2 separate regions of the Mus musculus genome follow, and region 2 is linked to region 1. The links are chromatin contacts, called in public Hi-C maps. All regions are on one chromosome and are shown on one strand. Each heading gives the region's core, a stretch centred on a gene start, on an enhancer-like site or on the middle of the called end of the contact. The rest is flanking DNA. Distances are from core to core; before and after follow the strand shown.

The links. Hi-C and Micro-C count contacts between places; a contact is called where the count stands out from the background.
Region 2: a Hi-C map of granulocyte-monocyte progenitors shows a contact between it and region 1, with 1.9 times the contacts expected there. The contact joins the enhancer-like site here to the promoter of F2rl3 in region 1. A contact is called at or near these places in 7 of 484 Hi-C or Micro-C datasets (DN3 thymocytes, the HPC-7 cell line, LSK cells and 4 more) and 2 of 9 other capture datasets (adipose tissue and pancreatic islet).

Annotation. Positions count from the first base shown.
Region 1 is chr8:72,757,792-72,765,308 of GRCm38.p6, reverse strand. F2rl3 (coagulation factor II (thrombin) receptor-like 3) reads right to left here and starts at 3,650. Exons shown (of 2, transcript NM_007975.4): 1 at 3,295-3,650; 2 at 1,411-3,050. The coding sequence starts at 3,406. The coding sequence ends at 1,972. It overlaps Sin3b (transcriptional regulator, SIN3B (yeast)), which reads right to left. Exons shown (of 19, transcript NM_009188.4): 19 at 7,106-7,517. Gm39198 (a long non-coding RNA gene) reads left to right here. Exons shown (of 3, transcript XR_878934.2): 3 at 1-1,356.
Region 2 is chr8:72,811,915-72,819,431 of GRCm38.p6, reverse strand. Large1 (LARGE xylosyl- and glucuronyltransferase 1) reads left to right here. Exons shown (of 15, transcript NM_010687.2): 14 at 1,161-1,356; 15 at 3,411-4,834. The coding sequence ends at 3,608. Among named protein-coding and RNA genes, the nearest start is that of Gm39198, 29 kb to the right of the region's middle. Within about 2 kb of position 3,626, at least 44 of the 459 cell types and tissues checked have an H3K27ac peak or open chromatin away from gene starts, as enhancers often do. A contact at or near this core is called in the HPC-7 cell line, LSK cells, adipose tissue and 2 more, where this site is marked.

The DNA of each region.
Region 1 (7,517 bases), core at 2,401-4,900:
TTTAATATTTCCAGAAACAGATCTTTGAAGGTCTTTCCACAGTTCTCAAGTTTCGATCTGCAGTAGGACCCAGTGGTCCCAAGAGTCCCTTAAGGCACATATTCAAGACTTCCAAACTTCAGAGCAAGTTCTGACCCTTGAACTACAGATTGGTGTCAGTCTTGGGGTTTGAGAGTTGCCATGTGCAGTTAGCTGCCCTCCCCAGAGATTGTCCCCAAGCTTGCACTCTGTGCTGGGCCAAGAATAAGCTGGCGCATGGTCTGCTCAGAAGAACTGCTCATACTGCACCACAACACAATGCTATGGGCTGGACCACTTGCAGACCCCTCACCCAAGTCCATCATCACTCCTAGCATCTGGAAGATGTTGTCCTTCTAGCAGATCTGAGGGCACTCTTCATAGATGCCACACACTTGAAAGGCCAAGACCCAAGTCTGCTATATCCTGGGAAGCCAGTCATGGAACTCAGCCGTGTTATCCTGGAAGAGGTCCTATGCCTGCTGCTGTAGAAACCACTAGGTCACTAGTAAGTACAAGCTGATCTCCACATACCCTGCAGTTTTCAGCCTTCTGCAAATAATGCAATATAGGGCTAGTTTTCTCTCATGCAGGACCTGGCTACAGACAACACAGTGGCTCAGTGACCCGCCCCCTGAGGTACCAGTAGTCCTCCTGCAGCTCACCTTTAGGGTTGGGTGAAGACAAGATACTAATCTTGGACATAAGGGACTGTCATGCGTGCCACAGCACATGTGTGAAGGCCACAGGTCAAGTTGCTAGAGTGGGTTCTCTTCTACCATGTGAATCCAGGCAATCAAACTCAGGTCCATAGCCATTACTCCCCTAAGCCATCTTGCCAGACCCTGAGAGATTTTTTAAGTGTTGGGACCCCAAGAGCAGAGCTAAGAAGCCAGGTGGGCCTGGGAATCCTCATTCTCCCCTTGCAGCATCTTAGGACAAATAGTAGAGTGGTGTGAAGGACCCATGTGCCTTTAAAAAGTAAGCTTAGAAAGAAAGTAAGGTGGCTCAGTCGGTAGTACCTGCTGTGCGTGCATGAGGACCAGAACCCATGTAAAAGCCAGGTGTGGCATACATGGGAAGAAGATGCAGGGAACTTGCTGGCAGACCAGCCTAGCCACAGACAATGAGTTTCAATCTGCTGAGAAATCTAATCTCGTGGGGTGGAGGCCCATTGAGATAGCTCAGCAGTTAAGAGCATCTGCTGTTCTTGTTGAGAACTGGGGTTCCATCTCCAGCATCCAAATGACACCTCATAACTAGCTATAACTCCAGTTCCAGGAGATCTGACCCTCTTATGACCTTTGTGGGCACCAGGCACACATGCAGGCAGAATACACACACACACACACACACACACACACACACACACACACACACACACACAATATATATATATATATATAGCATTTTTTTAAAAATTTAATGGTAGAGAAGGAATTGAGGTAGACACCCATCATCCTTTGGCCTCTCTGTGTACCCGCAGGCACATACAATATATGTGTGCAGACACATCTACACTGTGCAGACACATGCTAAGCACAAAGGTTTGAAGTTCTAAGAGGCACCTTGACAAAATCAGGGTGTCTAGGGCTGGATCCCCTGAAGCTCTAAGGGAAACTCCATTCTGGTTTCTCAGCATCCTCTAGCTAGTGACCTCATAACTCCTTTCTGCCTCTGGACTCTCACATAGCCCAGCCTAGCTCCAAATTCACTACAGTCAAAGATAATCCTGAACTCCTGATCCTCTTCTCCACCTCCCTAGTGCTGGAGTGACAGACGTATAGTACCCAGACCTTTTACAAAAGCATTTCCAGTGGACCTCAGCTCCACTAATGAAGGTCGCACCAACTGCATATCCAAATAAGGTCATGTCCTGAGGGTTCAAGAGGGATGTAGTTTAAGGGGAGACCCAGTCAAGCCAGAATGCCCCCTTCCCACCTCAGCTACCAGTCACAGAAGTGTAGAGGAGCAAATGGCAGTCCCTCGGCTTCCAGCCTCCCTGGAGGCCTGAGAGGAGCTGCTGGCCTCCGGCTGGCGACACAACATAGCGCGTACCTTCTCCCTGAACTCATGGGACACATAGTAGTAGATGAAAGGGTCTACGCAGCTGTTGAGGGTGCTGAGTGCCAGGCTGGGCACATAGGCTCCATAGAGATTGCCCCAGGCCTCAGGGCTCGGGTTTGAATAGTGCAGCACCAGCAGCACATTGCTAGGTGTGAAAGAGGCCACTGCCGAGAACAGTACCAGGGCTGTCAGTCTGAGTGCATGGCTGTAGCGCTGGCCATTGGCCGCCAGTGCACGAAGGGTGGCTCCATAGCACAGGCCCATGGCCAGCAGTGGCACGAAGCAGCCCAGGACAGCCAGGCAGATGAAGGCCGGTCTCCAGTGGGAGGTCTGCTCAGTCAGGGGCAGCGCATCATGACACAGCATGCGATCGGAGCCAGCTAATCGGAAGGTCTGCCGATGCAGAGTGAGAGGCAAGGCCAGGGTGGCTGCAGAGAGCCAGGCCACCAAACAGAGTCCAGTAGTGAGGCGTTGACCACGCAGTGCACGGGCCCGCAAAGGATGCACCAGGGCCAGGTATCTGTCCAAGCTGACTGCAGCCAGCAGCAACACTGAACCATACATGTGGCCATAGAGGGCAGCTGTGGCCACCCGGCAGGCAGCCTCACCAAATGGCCAGCGCTGGCCACGCAAGTGGTAAGCCAGTCGTGGTGGCAGCACCAGGGCCAACAGCAGATCAGCCACTGCCAGGTTCATGAGCAGAATGGTGGATGGCAGGCGTGGCACCCTTGTGGCCAGCACCCACAGCGCCAGCCCATTGGCAGGCAGCCCCACAGCCACCACAAGCCCATAGAGGGCAGGTACCAGCCTCGTGGGGACCCACCCCAGCAGCAGTGCTTGAGAGCTGGCCGGGAGCTCCAGCGTGTCACTGTCGTTGGCACAGAATTTGCCCGGGTAGCCTCGTGGATTAGGCTTGTCTGAGGACTTCGGCTCCTTGAGTTCTACTGTGGGACCCAGAGGGCCTTCTGTGGGAGAGAGGGGACATCAGTCAACCACTGCTCTGCCCTGCCTTTAGGGATACAAGATGAAGGAGAATAGCCTTGAGAGTCTTAGGCATTGTGGGTGCCTCAGTGTCCCCACTCCAGCACTCAGTTAATGGAAGGATACAACCCAGTCCCAAAGGCATGGAGTTTAGGGACCTAAGACTGTAAGCCTGCTCAGCAATAGCTCCATTTCTGATCCACCCCTTTAAGGGACACAGTCACTCACCATGGCTTCCCCTGGTACTCTCTACATCATCGTAGATGCTGGGGGTCTGGATGCCCTCTGCCAGGCTGATGCTGAGCCCCAGCACCAAAGGATACAGCAGCGGCCAGCACATGCTGCCAGGATCAGAAGCTTTCTGGGCTGCAGCCTGGGACTTCCTGCCCTGTCAACTCCACCCTCGGCTTCCGGAGTCCTTGTGGGGAGCAACTGCACCTTCGGGGAGACAGCAGAGCTCCCACCCCCATAGACCCATTGGGATCTGCTTGCTCACCCTGGAGCCCATCGAAGGTCCCTGTGTGCACTCAGGAGGTCTGGGTGTCCTGCCTAGGTCTCTCTCTCCAAAATGTCTCATAAAGAACTGGGCCAAGGATGGGAGAAAAGAGTCCTAGGCTTCAGCCTTACTCCCCACCCCCTACCAAATCTCCACAACATCCCCCACCTCACCCAGCCCAGGAAACATCTGTGGATCAAGTGGCCACTTCCTGCTGGCTAGTAACACAGCTCCTGTTTAGATAACAATCCAGCCTTCCTCCAAGTCATCACCATGTGGGATTCTTAGCCCTTCCAGAAGCCACCCACTATTTCCTATCTGTGGCTGGCAAGACAATAACTCATCCCAGTGCATCCTGGCTCTGTTAAAGCAGACCAACAAGCGACACACAATGCCAGCAGGTAAAGAAGGTGCTTGCCACCAAGCCTGATGGCCTGCATTCGATATGCAGGGCCCACATGGTGGAGGGAGAGGGTGAACTCCCACTCTCTGGCTCTGTCCTCTGGCTTCCATATGTACATCTTGGCATCTGAATACACACACAAGCACACATACACATAAATTAGGGTAGGCATGGTGGCACAGCCTTTAATCCCAGCACTCTAGGAAGCCAAGGTAGGCAGATCTCTGTGAGTTCAAGGATAGCCTGGTCTATGTAATAAGTTCCAGGACAGCCAGGACTACATAGTGAGACCCTGTCTCCAGACGGACGGACAGACAGATGTAAGTGAAAGCTAAAGCCATATCAACAATTGTTGTTGTCCAGAGTACCCTAAGTCCTCTTGGGGGATGTGCTAGCTGGTTTTGTGTATCAACTTGACATACACTAGAGTCATCAGAGAAGAAGCCTCAATTGAGGAAATGTATCCATGAGAGTCAGCTGTAAGACATTTTCTCAACTAGTGATCAATGGGGGAGGGCCCAGCCCTATTGCGGGTGGTACCATCCCTGGGCTGGTGGTCCTGGCTTCTATAAGAAAGCAGGCTGAGCAAGCCATGGGGAACAAGCCAGTAAGGAGCACCCACCCCTCCCTGGCCTCTGCATCAGCTCCTGCCTCCAGGTTCCTGCCCTGTAGGAGTTCCGGTCCTGATTACCTTCAAAAATGAACAGTGATATAAAACTGTAAGCCAAATAAACTTGTTCCTTCTCAACCTGCGTTTTTGGCCACAGCGTTTTGTTGCAGCAACTGAAACCCTAAGATGGGGTCACCCTGCCATCTGGATGCCTCTCTTGTTCCAGCTCCTTGCCAGGAGTAAAGTGAGATTCAGGAATGAGGCCCCTGTGTGAGCGTGGGGTCTATGCCCTTCCATATGCCTGCTGTAAGGCATTCAGTGTAAGTGTTTGAGTGTGGGGACCCTTGGAGGCACCAGTCACTGGCCCTCAAAGCTCCAGGTGTGACCTGTGCAGTAGGTGGCCTGACCTCAGCAGAGGGCCCTGAGCTGCCTTGGTGTCCTAGACACTTTGGGGAGTTGTTACAGGCACTGCTCAATTGGGGACTCTGTGTTCAGATGAGGTGGTGGGCAAGTCTGTTATCTCAGCATTTGGAGGCTGAGGCAGGAGAATTGCAATTTTGAGTGCAGCCTGGGCTATGTGATGACAAACAGTCCACAATAACTGGTTGGAAGAGGGTTGGTATGGAGATGTTACTGTGAAAGCATAAGGACCTGAGTTCAAATCCCCAGCACCCATGTAAGCAAGCTGAGCATGGCAGAACACATCTGTAAACCGCAGCTGGAGAGAGAGGGGTCCTGAAGGTTCACTGGTCAGTACACATAGCCCATCAGTGAGCTCCAGATTCAGAGAGACACCCTGTCCCGAAAATAAAGTTGAGTGCTAGGGGAAGACACAGCACTTAGACCTCTGCCCTCTGCATGCACATACACAAAGCTTTCCGCAAAGGGGTGGGGAAGGGGGAGAAGAGACTGAGGTTCAGAGAGGCAGGTACACACATATCTGAGGGAGTGGAGCTCAGTGCCACTCTGCATGCTGAAAACCCAGGTTCATGCCTAGCAATGTAAAACACAAGTCTGCTTTCAAGGACCCCTGTGCCCTTGGAGGAAAAGGCTAGTCTCTGAGGGTGTGCTGGATTCTGGGGGCCAAAGTGTAGAAACATGAAACCCATTTAGGATGGAGGAGCAAAGGCCAGCACAGCCATTTCCAGCCTCATCAGCCCTAAGCAAGCAGGATGTGAATGAGCAGAGCAGTCCTATAGCTTAGGCCCTGGAGTGGAAACAGGCTTGAAATGCCAGGGGTATGGAGGATCCAGCCTTCTCAGGGACAACCAGGGAATGGAGGTTTGCTAAGTGTATGTGACCCAAAAGCTTCTGTGTCTGGAGCTGAGGCTAGTCACACACACACACACAGAGGGGGGGGTGGGGTCTGGACCAGGATGTTTGTGTCCAGGGTGGGGTGGAGGGAGAAGCAGGTGAGGAGGGGTGTCCATCAGGATCAGCATTGAGACATGTAAGGGCAAGGCTTGCTGAGGACAGAAAGGTCTCCGGTTCCAGCCCTAAATAAGGAAGGGCATTCACCACATCCACCATGTGTAAGAAACTTGAGGAGACCTTAGTGTTAAGTGAACTAAGGCTATCTATGGAATTTTCTTCAGACACACCAGAAGAGGGCATCAGATTCCATTATAGATGGTTGTGAGCCACCATGTGGGTGCTGAGAACTGAACTCAGGACCTCTGGAAGTGCAGTCAGTGTTCTTAACTGCTGAGCCATCTCTGCAGCCCCAGCTTTGAACTTTTAAGTTACTGTTAATGCTGGGTTTTGTGTGACCCAGTCTCAGTCTCCTCCACCACACACATAACTCATGATTTTCTTAGTTGCTGTGGAGATCAATAGAGAGTGTTTAAACTGGAGTTAGATGGGTGTGAGCCTCCAATAGATGCTGGGAATTGAACCTGGGTCCTCTGCAAGAGCAGCCAGTGCTCTTAACCACTGAGCCATCTCACTAGCTCCTCATTATGAATGGTTTCTGTTGTTGATGGTGGTTTCTTTTTTTTTTTTTTTTTTTTTCCTCTAAACAGGGTTTTTCTGTGTAGCCCTGGCCATGCTGAACTCTCTGTAAACCAAGCTGGCCTCAAACTCAGTGATCCTCCTGCCAGGATGGGGCTTAAAGGCCTATGCCACCACCACCTAGTCCCAGAATAATTTTTTAAAAAGAAATCTGTTACAATGTAAAGTAGTTTGTGAGTAAAGCCCAGTGTATGTGGCTTTTTTGTCTCCTTCCACCAGGTGGAGCCTGGGGATCAAACTCAAGGTCCCTTTAGTCACTGTACTAAGTGTCCACACCTCCAAATTAGTTTGTAGAATCACAACCCAAGTGTGAAATAGAGATGCCTCTATTGAATGTGAAAAGATAATTGGAAGACTATATTCTAGGAAGCACTCCCAGATTGAGGGAACTGCTGTCCCTTTGGGCAGTTTCTGCCTCGCTAAGGAAGGACCTTGGAGGGGCGGATGATGCCACTTGAGACTTAGCTGTGTGCAAGACCTGGCTGGGACTTTTGTAGGAAATGACGAAGGACCCTGAGGCTTGGCATCAATATTTAACTTTAATGTGCAAATAAATAGAAAAAAAAAAACCCTACATTCAAAACAGCTGCAAATGGAGGTCAAAGCTGGAACAGAAATTGCTCAAAAACGTTAAGGAGCAGATCCCCAGAAGCATGCAAGTGTGCCCGGGCTCCCCTCTGGGGAAGGGAGGCCCAGAGGGTCTGAGGCGGCTTGGGGTCCCCACGTGCAATGCCCGTCTCAGGAAAGTAGGATGTGCCCAAGATGCCCATGGATCCTTTGAGAGGCACACAGCCAGGCCTGGGCAGGCACACCTGCTCCCCAGTGCCCAGGCCCGGAGTAAAAAAAAAAAATACAAAAAAAAAAACAACAACAAAAAAAAAACCAATTAACAAACAAACAAAAAAAAAAAAAAACGGCTCAGGAAACTTTGA
Region 2 (7,517 bases), core at 2,377-4,876, 54 kb before region 1:
GTAAATGCCTAACAAGTACAACCTTCAAATCGTCGTGTCGTTCATTTCTCATTGCCAGATAACAGAGTAGCACCACCACAATACTGTAAAGCAGCAGTCTCACAACTTGACTGTCTCTGTCTGCTTGTATGCAATAACCAACTCTCTGTCCAGGCTACTGCTGTGTGGAAAGCAAATGTCCAAAGAAATTCATGTCTTCTCCAGTGCCACAAGACCCTCTTCCTGTTTGCTGGGTGCTGATAGGCTTTCTTTTCTTGATACCACAGGCTGAAGTGTTCATTTTCCTAGCTTTTGGATATGTACGCCATTGGTTCCTGGCTCCTACTTTTTACCCTGTCTCTATAAACAGCTCACGACATAATTCTTTACTTCCTTCCAGATACGAAAGATCATGACTTAGATCATACTCACCTTGGTAATCTCAATTTTCATTAACTTCAGAGGCACCTGCTTAGTAACTTTTATGTCTATAAAAAAATCCACCCTTGCCTCATAATATAATATAATCAGAGGGGTCTCCTACTCCTAAATTCTGCCCCATCATTGAGGGTTGATCAGGACTACCAGTGGGCCCTGATAGGAATGACCAGAGATAGATTTCTTGGAAATGATGGCAAGTGCTCAAAAGTTCATTGATCTTTCTATGGAGTCTTTTCATTAATGACAGATAACTGGGGACTGCATTAGTTTCCTGAGGCTGCTGTAACAAAATACTACAAAATAGGTGGCTTAACACACAGTTGCTTATTATTTAACAATTTTGCAAGTCAGAAATCCCAATTAAAGGTCCTAGTAGATCCATGGTTTTCTAAAGGCTCCAGGAAAGATGCCTTACTTGTTCCTGTCTGCCTTTGTTCTTGGTGATTGCCAGCAATCCTTGATATTGCTTGTTTCTTGATAGGTCCCTCATTCTAGCACTGTCTGAATCTGCACATGCTTTACTCATAAGTAACTTGAGTATAGTTATAAAGCTCCTGTTCCCTGCCAGGTCTCATTTACAAGCACTGAAAGTTTGAACTTGAATGAGGGTTTTGCAGGGACACAGTATATCTCACCAGGAAGACCATATCAACATGTACTTCTTCTTCCTCTTCATCACCAGGTTTGGGAAAATTCAGCTTGCATCCCTTCACTCAATGGCTTTTTTCTACATGTCCCAGGTATCACGTATGGACTAAAGGCCATGCACCCACAAACTTTGCCAAGTGGCGGACTGCCACCACACCTTACCAGGTTGAGTGGGAGGCTGATTTTGAGCCATATGTTGTTGTGAGACGAGACTGCCCTGAGTATGATCGGAGATTTGTGGGCTTTGGCTGGAACAAAGTGGCTCACATCATGGAATTGGATGCACAGGTGAGAACAAAACACTGGCCTGGTACTATGTGGGGGAGGAGAGATAGGCAGATATTAGAGCTGAAAAACTACCTTGGAGACAAGATTCCAAAGAACCTTCAGAGGAACAAGATGTGTTGAGGAACTAACACATGTGAATCTGTTTTCTGGGCTTTCAACCTCAAACATTTCCTCTTCCCTTGCATAGGAACTAGGTTTCTGGCCAGGGTTAAGCAAATGAGAGCTTCCTACCCCCACCATCTGGTGAAGAAAATAAGCACAGGATTACTGCTTATGACTGGACACCAACGTGTATGATTGCCTCACTGTAAGTGGCACAAAACATGCCACTAAAATGTTGCTAATTATTCTGCCCTTCAATTAAAACAACAGAGATTTTTAGACTATGTTCCATTTGAAAGCCTTTGTTCATTTACACAATACGTAGCAAACATCTGCTTCAGAAGACGTCTACAGAATTTTAATAGGTTAAGCTAGGTACTATACAGTTTTGAAAAGGACTAGATGGTAATTACATGGAGCTTTGTGAGACCTGAAAGTCGCTCTGCTCAGCTCTGCCACTGTTGTTCGTCCATAGGTGCTCTCTAAATAATGTTCATGGCTAGGCTTCACTACTGCTTCATTTATACAGCTGAAGCAAACCAGACAGGCTGTAGTTTGTCAACTCCATTTGCTATTCATGAGACACATGTTCCCTTGAAGCTGAGCCATCCCAGGTGACTGAGAATCTACCGACTTTGTGGAACAGTATCCATGTTGAGCAAAACAAAACATGATATCCATCTATTGGTACCCATGTCCTGACTGATAAACCTGCTTAGAGACCATGAATCCTAGCCTACCATTGCTGCTACCAGCAAGAACAGTGGTATTTCTGGGCCCAACAGTGTTGTGTGGTGACCATTCAAAAAAAGTTTATTTTTTTTCCCTGTCACAAAGGCCTAGCCTCTGTTTTAGACACATTCACAGAATTTTTGCAAGTGGACCATATACTTTCCTGTATTTGCCTATAGCACTCATCAGACATCTTCATTCCAGTGACTTAAGATAGTGAGGCACTCACAGAGCCACAGCTATAGAGCCTGGTGGATGAGTAGCCCACTCTGTTTCTGTGTAAAATGCCCAGACAGGTGGGCCCTAGAGTCTTGCATGTTCTTCTGATTTTTTTTTTAATGTTACCACTAGCTGCTGTCTTCTGCCTGATGCATCTGCCTCTCCTGTCCTTAGTTTGCCTTGCTGAGTTTATTCTTGTCTGCTCTGGGCTGAGAAAGTAGATGACATGAATCCAAATTGGAGTAAGGATATATATAGATAGATTGTGCATGTGCTGGGTTCTATCTTTGTTACATGTCCTAAACTTGTGTCCACTGTTCACTTATAAGAAGTCAAGGAAAATTTTATTATTCTTAACCTTTAATATAGCTAAACATTTAGTTTTTTATTTGGGTATTTTATTTACATAATTATTTATATGTCTATTTTTAAGAAAGGATCTTATACTAAGGCTTAGACTGATGAAACTTGCTATGTTTGACCTGGAATTCATGGCAGTCTTCTCATGCTGGCTTTCTAAGTGCTGCGTTATAGACATGAGTCACCACATTGAGCTTTAACATTTGCTTTTTTTTCCTTGCCTTTTGTTTTTCTTTTGTCCCCTCTTTTTATACTTTTTGTGAAGACTGTCACATAAACAGATGAAAGTTCACTGTCCAAGAGAAGATTGCATAGTAACGTTATTAGAGTTTGACTATGTGCTATATGGAGAGCCGCTGGAGTGGACATGTGTTCTGTTTTTCTTTTTCCCATAAAGTATGAGTTTTACCCTCATAATCATACTTCAGGATAGATTTTATCACTCTCACTTTGTATATGAGAAAACCAAACTTCAGATGACTCTGATATTTTATATAAGTTCATGGACAGGACCCTGAAGCGAGTTATTCTGGAGCTATTGTGGCCTTTCCTGGTGTTATTCTCCATTCCCTTGATTCAGAATCATACATGACCCAAAGCTCTTACAAGATCTCTCATTACTCTTGTCTTCCTCCTTCTAGGAGTATGAGTTCACCGTGTTGCCCAATGCCTACATGATCCACATGCCCCATGCCCCTAGTTTCGACATCACTAAGTTCCGTTCCAACAAGCAATACCGCATCTGTCTCAAAACCCTGAAGGAAGAGTTTCAACAAGACATGTCCCGACGATATGGCTTTGCTGCCTTGAAATATCTCACAGCTGAGAACAACAGCTAGCACTACTAGGGAGAGCCACCACTAGGGAGAGACGTGCCACAAGGGAAGAACCACTTCCTGCTGGGGCCCAGCCTTTGAAGACAAAAGCCAACACTGCTTTTCTTTGGTTTGTTTCCCTTTGTCTCTTTGGCCCCACAAAGCTGCTCTCTTCTGAAGTCTTGGACAGAGACCCAGCCCACCATGGGTGCTTCCAGGATGGGACATAGAAGAGTGGAAGCAAATGAAGAGTTTAACATCATCACAAAGCCACAGACCAAGTCAGGGCTTCTGGATATTCCCATTGCTTTTTAACAGTTATGGGTCAAACCTTAGCTGTTGAGAAAGTAAGAGCAATAAAGCTTCCTACGATGGAAATGTATCCTGCCACCTAGCTGGGTACCCATATGGACAGCAACCCAAGGACCCAAACAAACATCTGGAGACTCTCATATGGACATTACACATGAGGGACCTGAAGGAGGGATGAATTGGTTGTTTATTCTCAAAGTCACTCTTGTTTTGTTTTGAGTTGTTTGAATTTGGGGGATTTTGTTCATTTTGATCTAGAAATCTAAGTTTTTTAAAAAATCTAATCCTTAAAGCTCTGAAAGAAAAATCAACTCCCTCGATCAACACCCCTCAGCAGCAGTGGCCCTGCAAGTCAAGCACCCGTGGAGGATGTTCCTGGGTGAACAGCTTCCTTCATGATGAACACTGAGACCACCTGATTCCAAGTTTCCACTCTCTAGATCCAGTACTATGACAGGGACTACAGAAATATGAGTCCAAACACTATATGCAACTCACATTTTCTATGGACCATCACCAAGCCACAAGGAAAGGGCTTCATGGAACTACTTCAGCACTCACAGAAGGTATGATTCCCTTCTTGGGCCTATAGAAGAACTTGAACAGTTCACAGAAGTCCAATTTGAACACTTGTATGACTACATTGAAGCCACTGGAAGAAATGGGTCAGGTATCTCTGTGTTCTTCCCTGCCTCACTGTTGAAAGTGAGGGAGCTGATGAACTTAGTTTCCCCTCAGGACCTGTCCAAGTGTTGGCACGAACCTCTTCATTGTGCATATGGAAGACACTGGACCCATTTTCTTTACTCTTCACTATTAATGTTGTGTTTACATTGATGAGAACAAGAGCTAATGGCATACCCTGTACTGGGCTGTTTGTATTGAGTTGACATGTGACCAGCGAAAGCTGCATTCAATAAATGAAGTACAGACTGTTTCTTCCTCTTCTCCCTCCCACCCTTGTAAGAAGCCACATGACACACTTGGTCTAGAAGGCAAAGTCAAATCTGTGCACAGCACCTCACACTTTCTGTTCTTATATCTCATCTTTCTCTTGTCTAAAATGTCACCTTTGTTTCCCTCCCAATTCAAGGAAAATTCAGATTTTCCATGGTGCATCTGTCTCACCACTGTAGCCAGATGTTTTACATTTTAAGTATGCAAACTATGATAAACAGTATCATTCAATTGAATAGCCTGTCTTTAAGGGATATCTTGTCCTGTAGAGTCCCATGATAGTCCAATCAATGAGACCACTACATGTGGTATGTTCAAGGGTGTTCCCCTAAATTAATACAAAATGAAGAAAATTGTAATTAGAATTAATTGTCACAGTGGTACAGACAAGTTTGTGTCTTTATTCATTACTTCTTTTGTTACTAGGACAACATCTGACAAAGGTGTTTATTTTGGTTCAGAGTTTGAGAATCTAGCCCATCTTGGAAGGAAAGGCATGGTAGCAGGAACTTGAAGCAACTGATCACATTGCACCTGTAGTCAGGAAGCAGAAAGAGATGAGGATCAGCACTCAGACTGATTTCTCCTTTTTTGTTCAATCAGGGACCCCATCCAATGGGATGATTCTGCGAGGGACTTTTCACTTGAGTTAGCCTAATGTAGATAATCTCTCAGATATGTTTAGAGGTTGATTATCCTAGTTAACTAGATGATTCTAGATAACTAGGTGATTATCCTAGTTAATTTTAGATCCTATCAAGTGGACAATATTAACTATCACATTGTATGTACATATATATCATATTATATATATAATATATAAAGAAAATATCTGCATGTATAGCATATATGCAGGATTTATCATTATCAAGGTAATACATGAACATAATCCATGAGTACCATTACGAAAAAAAATAACAAAAAGGTGTTCAAAATCATATTAAGTTGAGTTTCTTCAGTAATGGGTGCTGCAGCCACCTCTCAAAGGTTCACAAAATTTACTGTCCTTCTCTCTCCAGTCGCCATGTTCAGTGACTTTCCCTAAATGCCATGATTGGCTATTTAATATTTCCCTTTAGCACTGACTGCTCTTTTCCTCCTTCACACTCATGTATGTGTACACATACCCAGAGGCACACATAGATTCTGCTGCTTTCCCCGAGATTAGCTGTTGCTAGCAGCTGGATCTGAAGTAATCACTCCCAGCTATTTGAGTCAAGCTGAGCATTAGCTGGTTACACTGGCTCCTCAGTATTAAGCATCAAATTTTAATTCCCTAAAGCTTTTTTTAAACATTTATCCTGGCACATGAATCAGGCACAGATACCTTGTTTTCATTTGCATATTTATAGGACTATCCAATGACCATATAATTGGCTAGTCAAACAGGGTCAGTCTTGAGAATGAAATAAGATGCTAATTACTTTGCTATAATACCCATAAACTGGAAGATGATGAAACTGCATATACATAGAGTCGATTAAAACCAGAAGCTGACACTCCATACCAGCATGAGAAGCATTTTATTTTCTCAGATATGGCTATCTGACACTGTCACTTAGTCACATTTAAAACAAAAGTTAACTGATGCTCAAATTCAAACAATAAGTTGTCAGCTGGAGGAGGTTGATGTGTGTGGATCCAACAGAATGAATCCTCAGCAGGTACTTCAAGAGTCACCACTTGGTGCCAGTACAGGCCCACATGTGAGGAACAGGGCCATTTGAGACAAGGATGGTGATTCTTAAGAGCAAACTTTGGGACGGATTGTGCTAACATCATGCCAATACTATCTTGACTCGCACTTGAGAGGAAGAGCGGGTTCCCTCATTAGCTCCATCATGCTCAATGTCCAGAAGAACTGCTTTTTAAATAATGATCCACTTGGTGCACATTGAGTAGCTGGAGCAAAGCCAAGAAGTGGGTATTGCTGACTATCAGTGAAGAGATGGAGATGTTCAGATTAAATAACTTCCTACCAATCCCCTGAGTTCAGATATCACAGAGCCAGATTTTAAACTCAATTCTACTTATTTAACCCAGAACTACGTAACCTGCAATATTGTTATTGCTTCCCCCCAATAAGGAGCAGCTGAGTAAATAAGAATTGGGAGAGGAAAGGGTTTGAACCCACAGGGAAAATTATTAACCTTCCTCCTTCAATATATGTCCAGTAACAACCTAAGCAACAGATTACTTGTCCATTCTCCAAAGTTAGCTATGCCCATGGATTTCCTGAAGCTCAGGTCAGTCTGTAACCATATGCAAATGAGGGGAGGTCAATCTTAGGGGACAGAAATGGTCTCTTCAAATGATAAACTTTCATGTAAAAGAGTGGAGTTTTAAATTCCTCCTTTAGCCCCAGTCCCATCAAGCTGTTTCAAAGTGATATCTGTAAACATGTTGATCTCACTTATAGAGTGCATATTGGCCAAGAGTCTTAGAGCTCTCTCATGAAATACCAGATACCATGTTAATACTGTTTCTCTCAAAGTAAAGGCTGTGTTTGTTATTACTTGGCCTTTGGGAGGCTTGATGTTGGTAGAGAAAGATGATAAAAAAAAAATACCCTTGCAGATAGAGTCTCTGCACACTACTAATAAAGATGGTAAGAGCTATGTTATCGAGCCCAAACTTCAGTGGTAGTTGGCACTGCTAGATCTT